Regions from separate parts of the Gossypium hirsutum genome. Here region 1 is linked to region 2. A link is a contact called in public Hi-C data. All regions are on one chromosome and are shown on one strand. Each heading gives the region's core, a stretch centred on a gene start, on an enhancer-like site or on the middle of the called end of the contact. The rest is flanking DNA. Distances are from core to core; before and after follow the strand shown. Region 1 has its middle 56 kb from the start of LOC121206797. Region 2 holds the start of LOC107888786 (protein ENHANCED DISEASE RESISTANCE 2-like).

Evidence for each region. A called contact is a pair of places that touch in the nucleus more often than the background predicts.
Region 1: a contact with region 2 is called in a Hi-C map of leaf, with 1.8 times the contacts expected there. The contact joins the enhancer-like site here to the promoter of LOC107888786 in region 2. A contact is called at or near these places in 2 of 34 Hi-C or Micro-C datasets (leaf and petal).

The regions. Positions count from the first base shown.
Region 1 is chrA09:49,684,270-49,687,475 of Gossypium_hirsutum_v2.1, forward strand. No RefSeq gene overlaps it. Among protein-coding and RNA genes, the nearest start is that of LOC121206797, 56 kb to the left of the region's middle. Within about 2 kb of position 1,957, at least 6 of the 9 cell types and tissues checked have an H3K27ac peak or open chromatin away from gene starts, as enhancers often do.
Region 2 is chrA09:49,514,302-49,517,466 of Gossypium_hirsutum_v2.1, forward strand. It overlaps LOC107888786 (protein ENHANCED DISEASE RESISTANCE 2-like), which reads left to right and starts at 1,309. Exons shown (of 8, transcript XM_016812992.2): 1 at 1,309-1,685; 2 at 1,901-1,967; 3 at 2,189-2,370; 4 at 3,100-3,165. The coding sequence starts at 2,332. It overlaps LOC107888788 (CLIP-associated protein), which reads right to left and starts at 1,066. Exons shown (of 22, transcript XM_016813002.2): 1 at 692-1,066. The coding sequence starts at 1,027.

The DNA.
Region 1 (3,206 bases), core at 707-3,206, 170 kb after region 2:
AAAAATTATAAATATATAAACTATTAAAATGATGAAATTGCATTTTTATTATTTTAAAAATATACAATTTAATTCTGTCCCCTCAAAAGAATTTTCTGGCTCTACCATTCACCATTGCCATGAGTCACCTTTGTTCATGGGCTTTCGGTGGCTTTTTCGGACCAACCAAACCGTCTAGGATTGTTGTTTTAGTTGCCAGGGAGGAACAAAGTGGTAGAGTTTGGGAACATGTAAACCAGTGGGATTTCGATTCTCGTCCACACTTTTATCTTCTTTGGACTCATTACTATCTAACTTATTGCTATAAGTGTTAACATCTACACTGGATAGCCTGCCCCCCATGACTATTATGTTTTGTAAGATTTGGTCTTTTTTTTTTCATTACCCTTCTTATTGGTTAATACATTTCTCCTGGGGGGAAAGTGTTTGGTTGGATTGTTCTCTAGTTGGTCTTAATACCCTTTGTATTGTAGTTGTAGAATAATAGAAATGGTTGGTGAAATTGCAAAATTGTGATTTTATTTGTATGTTTGGACGTCGGGTTTGCCTATATTCTTGCCTAACTGATAATATCACAATTTTTAAACCAGAAAATAATACTGACAACATCAGAACATTATTTTCGCTTAGCTAAACACGGTTTGCTCTTGAGTTTTGAAGGAAACAACAACCAAGGCAATTTGGCTTATATAGAAATTAAAATAAATTAAGGGTCCAAAGAAGTAAAGCCCTCTTTAATAGGCACCTGCTGAGTAAATAATTTGTCAAAATGTCTTCTTTTTTTATTTTTTCCTGTTTTAATCTCCATTTGTTGGCCACAGAAGGCCACTAGAAGGTCATGGACATCAAATTAATATATGTATAACACTAAGGAGGTTTACGTTGTCTCATTATTCTTTCAGTTGTAATGTTATATTGTTGTTCCTTAGGTTTCGCATCTTCATAAAATCTTGCACTTTAGCATAATCATCTTAGACTAAAGTAACTTCCATTAAACTAAGAGTCTTTACCAAGCACTCTACTTGCTGTTCAACACCATAATCTCATCTTTTATTTGACTCCTTTTCCTAGGAATTTTTGGTCAGCCTCAGCATGGATAACTCATCAAATATATCATTTCTATTGATTATAAATTTGGGTAACTTCAGATTAGGACACTAAAATCTATATCACTTCACCCCTTGGTTTTATCTAGGAAATAAACATTTCTTTGCCTCAATTTTAAGTTTCCCTTTATTAATATAAGCATAAGCAGGGCAATCAAACACTCTTAAACCAAAGGAATGAATAGGAGAACTAAACCATACTTAGGATTCTTCAGATTAATTATTATAAATGGAGATCAGTTTATCAAATAGTATATTCAAAATTACAATTAAAGTCTTCTCCAAGTTTAGCATTTCATTACATATATTGAGCTCGTTCTAAAAGAGTCATGTTAATGAATTCTAAAAATCCATTTTGTTGTGATGTATGGTGAATAGTACGATGTCTTAGTATTCCTTTTGTTTTCTGTAGAACTTATTAAATTCATTCGAGCAATATTCCAAGCTATTATCCATTTGAAGCCACTTGATCTTCTTCCTCGAATTAGAATTTATATGCAAGTTTATTTAGTTATTCAAATTGTTGAAAGGCTGATTGGGGGTTATTGGTTAGTTTGTAATTCTAACTAAATATCATTACTTAGTTAAGTAGTTAGGGACTAAAGTGTTGATGTATAAATAGTTGAGGGTGTAACTTAAGGATTGATCATTTTTTATCTCTTAATAAGAAGTTTTCTTCTGAGAGTTTACAATTCCCCTTTTTCTTAGCCCTAACTATTGACGGAACTTCGTTGCTCTATTTCTCTGTGTTCATCACCGGTGTACCAACATCATACGACGGTTGATGATGATTTTTAGCATGGTATTAGAGCTACCGGTGGCACTCCTTCTCCGGCCGTCGTGAGTCCATTCTCCGTCTTTCTTCACTATTTACAGACGTGGTTTTCCTATTCTTTCTGCATTCTTTTTGTTGGTCGCTTGTGTGCTAGCTGCTGGTTGTTGATTGTTTGCGATGGTGACTCCTGCAAATTGTGTTGATTTTAATCATCCATTATACTTGCATCCATCGGATACTCTAGGTACACAATTGGTTTCTTATCAACTTCTTGGAACCGAGAACTTTACTGTTTGGAGTCATGCAATGCGAATCGCATTGATAGCAAAGAATAAGTTAGGTTTTGTTGATGGTTCTTATTCTAAAGAATCGGTGACAGCCGATTTGCAGCCACAATGGGATAGATGCAATGCTTTAGTGTTGTCATTGATTTTAAACACTGTTAGTAAGGAGCTTTCGGTTGGAATAGTATTTGCTTCCAGTGCTGCCTCAGTTTGGATTGATCTTTATGAACGTTTCAACAAGATAGATGGTTCTCGAATTTTCTTTTTGCATCGAGAAATTGCTTCTCATATTCAGGGGACTACATCGGTGTCTTTTTATTTTACTAAAATGCGTTTGTTGTGGGATGAGTATGATACACTTGTGGTTTTTTCCTCTTGTGGCTGCTGTGAACATTCAAGGCAGAATGCTGAACACATTGTTCAGAAACGGTTGTTCTAGTTTTTAATGGGGCTGAATAAAACTTATAGTGCTGTTCGTAGTCAGATCTTATTGATGATTCCATTGCCTACTGTGAGTCAGGCTTATTCCATGTTAATGCAAGAGGAAGCTCAGTGATTTCATGCTTCAGGACCAGTTGCTTCTGAACCAACATCAGTGTTTTCGACTAATGCTGCTCAGAAAAAACGGTTTAATGGTATTTGTGACCATTGTAAAGTCAAGGGACACAAAAGAGAGAACTGTTTCCAGCTAATAGGATATCCTCCTGATTTTAAGTTCACCAAAAGGAAGACTATTAATTCTAGTAACTTAGTGGTGACTAATGTGACTGCAGCTGAGACGGTGGACAAAATGGCTAATGTAGACTCGTCTCACACACCGCAAGCTCCCGTCTTCACACAAGCTAAATATCAACAAATATTAAGCTTGTTGAACAAAGAGTTCTCTGTCACGCCTGCTGCAAGTTTGGCCGAGACTAGTTTGGCAGGTATGGTGTTACCTTGTGAATGGATATTAGACACTGGTGCTACTAACCATATGTTGTCTGACTTTCATTGTTTAGAATCTGTTGTTTCATGTGCATCATCTTCGTCTTGCATTCG
Region 2 (3,165 bases), core at 59-2,558:
CCATACTGAAAAAGTTTTAACGCATAAAATTGAAAACAATTGGATTAGAACACGGTTAAGCCTATTATCCACAATTATGGAAACAGCAGAACAAATCGACCTACAGCAACTAGCAACTCGGCAAGATTTTTCTTTCTTTTATTGAAAAAAAAAAAAGCCTCAACGAAAAACCATAAAGCCAAATGAAAATTTAGGAAAAGGGGATAAAATTATATTTGAAAAAATTAAAGACTTTTGAGTTCAATTTGAAAATATTAATTGATAAAGACAAAAATAAAGTTAAACTAAAATTGACCTAATCAAGTTTTAATCAACCATAGAAAAAAAAATCCAAAATTCAAAAGGAAAAATATAGCAAAATCTTAGAAGCCTAGAAAATAACTGCTCTTAGAGGAATCATCAGAAGTATTAACTTATTAAAAGGAACTGCTCTTAGGCTAAATAAATTCACTTGAAAGAGATTAATTGATAAAGACTCGTATAATTATACATCAAACAGAGAAAAGCAAAAAAATAACAATAATCCATAATCCAAAAGGAAAAAGGAAGAAGAATAGTGAAAACCTTGAAAGGCTAAAACAGAACTGCTCTTAGAGGAATAATTAGAAGCCCCAGAAAACTCCAAGGTATTGAAAAGCTAATTGCATTTCAAATCACAATGTATGACATAAAAGGAAGGTAAACAACAAACCTCCATGAAAGTCAACAACAGCCCTCTAGCTGCATCACGTAAAGGCTGCTTATTATCCCCTAAACACTCCACAATTGCAGGTAAAACCCCATCAAAATGCAGCTTCAAGTTGTCAGCTGAGAGCACGGCAGCAGATGCTAGACACTGGAGAGCTCCCAAAGAGGCGTTTAAGTTAGATGGGTCATTGAGAAGGTGAATACAAGTTGAAACAAGAGATTCAACGTCGGAAGAAGACAAGGGTCCAGTGGAAGACTGGAGAAGAGAATGAAGAAGCTCAGCCCCTGTTGCTCGGTCCTTTGGGTCCTTGGAACGTGCTAGTTCAAGGAGTTTCTCCATTGGGTTGAAGCTGAAAATGGAAGATCTATGATGGGAAGAAGTGGGAGTTAATGCAAGGCTAAACCAAAGGGGAAAAAGATAAATGGAGGCAGTGAGAGCATTGGAGCTTAGTGAGAAGTAAACCAGAAGCCTTCTTTATGAAAATGCAAGCTTTTTTTCAGCCTTTACAACGTGAGAACGAAGGAAAGAACATTGCTCAGTGGGTATACTTTTAAAAGATTTAAATTCTAAAAGAAGTATGCGAAAATCAAGATTATTTATCATAAAAAAATATTAAAAACCCAGAATTTTTCTCACTTTTTGTTTGAAATTTTTATGAGAGCAATGGCAAACTTACACCATGTTTGGTTGGGTGTATTGGCTACACCCCTAATCGGTGGGCCCCATTTAATCCCACTTCAATCCTCTATTTGGTTTAGGGTATTGGCTAATACCCGTCTATTACATTACACCCCTAATCTTCAAAATTCACCGATTTCTATTACGTTCCTCTTTCTCAGATTAGGTGCTGCTTGAGTTTTAGACCCTGTTTTACCCTCCTGCTTCCCCTTTCCGTCTTCTGTTTCTTCCTTCTGTCTTTCTTTTGCTGAAGATTACAATAGAATCGACGCTTGGCCTTCTCAACCTTTTATTTTCGGAGTTTACTGCAACTGGAAAGGTAAATTCATATTTCTAACTCTCCTTTGCTCTCAAATTTATATGGATTCCTGTATTTTAATTAGCTTAAGTTCCGAGTAGATTTCTATTTCTTAAAGGTTTTTGTTGCTGGTGGAAATTGGAACTCGATTGCTCTATTTGTGGACTGATGTAACCTATTCATTATCGTTTTCTTGAAAAACTCTATTATTGATAATCTGCTCTCAACTTTATCAGGAAAAACCAGTCAAGCCGAAGCCTGCACCTGCGGCCATCTCAAGCACAGCTTTGAAGCAAGCTTCAGGTTCTTTATTTTCTTAGTTCTGTATTTGGAAAGATCAACCTGCTTTTATCTTTTATTTGAAAAAAAGGAGATTCTATCCAGGAAATATTTTTTATATTTATGCCTTCTCTTTTTCTTTTTCTTTTCTTTTTTGGTAACAATAATATCTTATAGCTTAAAAGATATTCTATCCTTGATCCTTTTGTGAGCTATTAAGTATACTAAGAATTAAGTCACTGCAGATGCAGCTGAAAATGCAAGTAAGGAATTAGATCTTAGTGTACCTCCTATTCATGTTGATCCAAGTCAATTCAACAGTGTTCTCCATAAAGGAAAGGATGATGCTGACACAAATTGTTGGACTTCTCCTGGTGGTGCGGGATTTATGATAAGAGGACAGACATACTTAAAAAATAGTGCCAAGGTGAGGTTTTCCTACCCTTGTTAATCATTTGACATGCATTTTTCATTGTTTTTATTTGTTCTGAGTGCACTCTTATCATCTTATATCATCAAAGCATGAAATTAAGAGTATCTGGTTTATTATAATGGAAAATTGAGATACAAATTGGAATGACAGTTGTCTGCTTCGTGTGTAGTTCTACTCATTCATTATGCTCTCATCCTGAGTTGATACATATGTTTCTATTGGTCAGTTCATATTGATTCTGTTAGCTATTGGTGTGATGCAGTTTCATTTACCTAATCTTGCCAGGTCTGGTTTCTAAATTGGATTAAGAAACCAAAATCGACTTTACATTTATAGTTTTACTGGTATTTCTGTCTTACCTTGTATTCTTTGTTTGGTTTCAAGGTTGAGACCCTCTCATTCAGTTCAGTAGTTGGAAGTTCTTTGTTTGAATCATTATTGTATTTGGCCCATTTATTAATTTTAGATTTCTTAATGTATGAGTTCTTTGATTGCTTTTAACTATATTTATCTTGCTTAATGAATTCTCTGCTGGACAAGTAAAGTTTCAAATACAGAAAATGAGGAAGCATGATTTTTCCTATGATGAAAATTTTCCTTTTACTTTATAGCTGACAGTCCTCTTCCATGGTTTTATTATATCTGTAATTTCTTCCTCGCATTCTTTGTTCTTGCCAATATTCTGTAGAGAATCAATTGAGTAACCTACAAGTCTTTTCGCAGATAATGGGTGGAAATCCCCTTCTCAAGCTCATAGCTGTTGATTGGTTCAAAGTCGATAAAGCAACA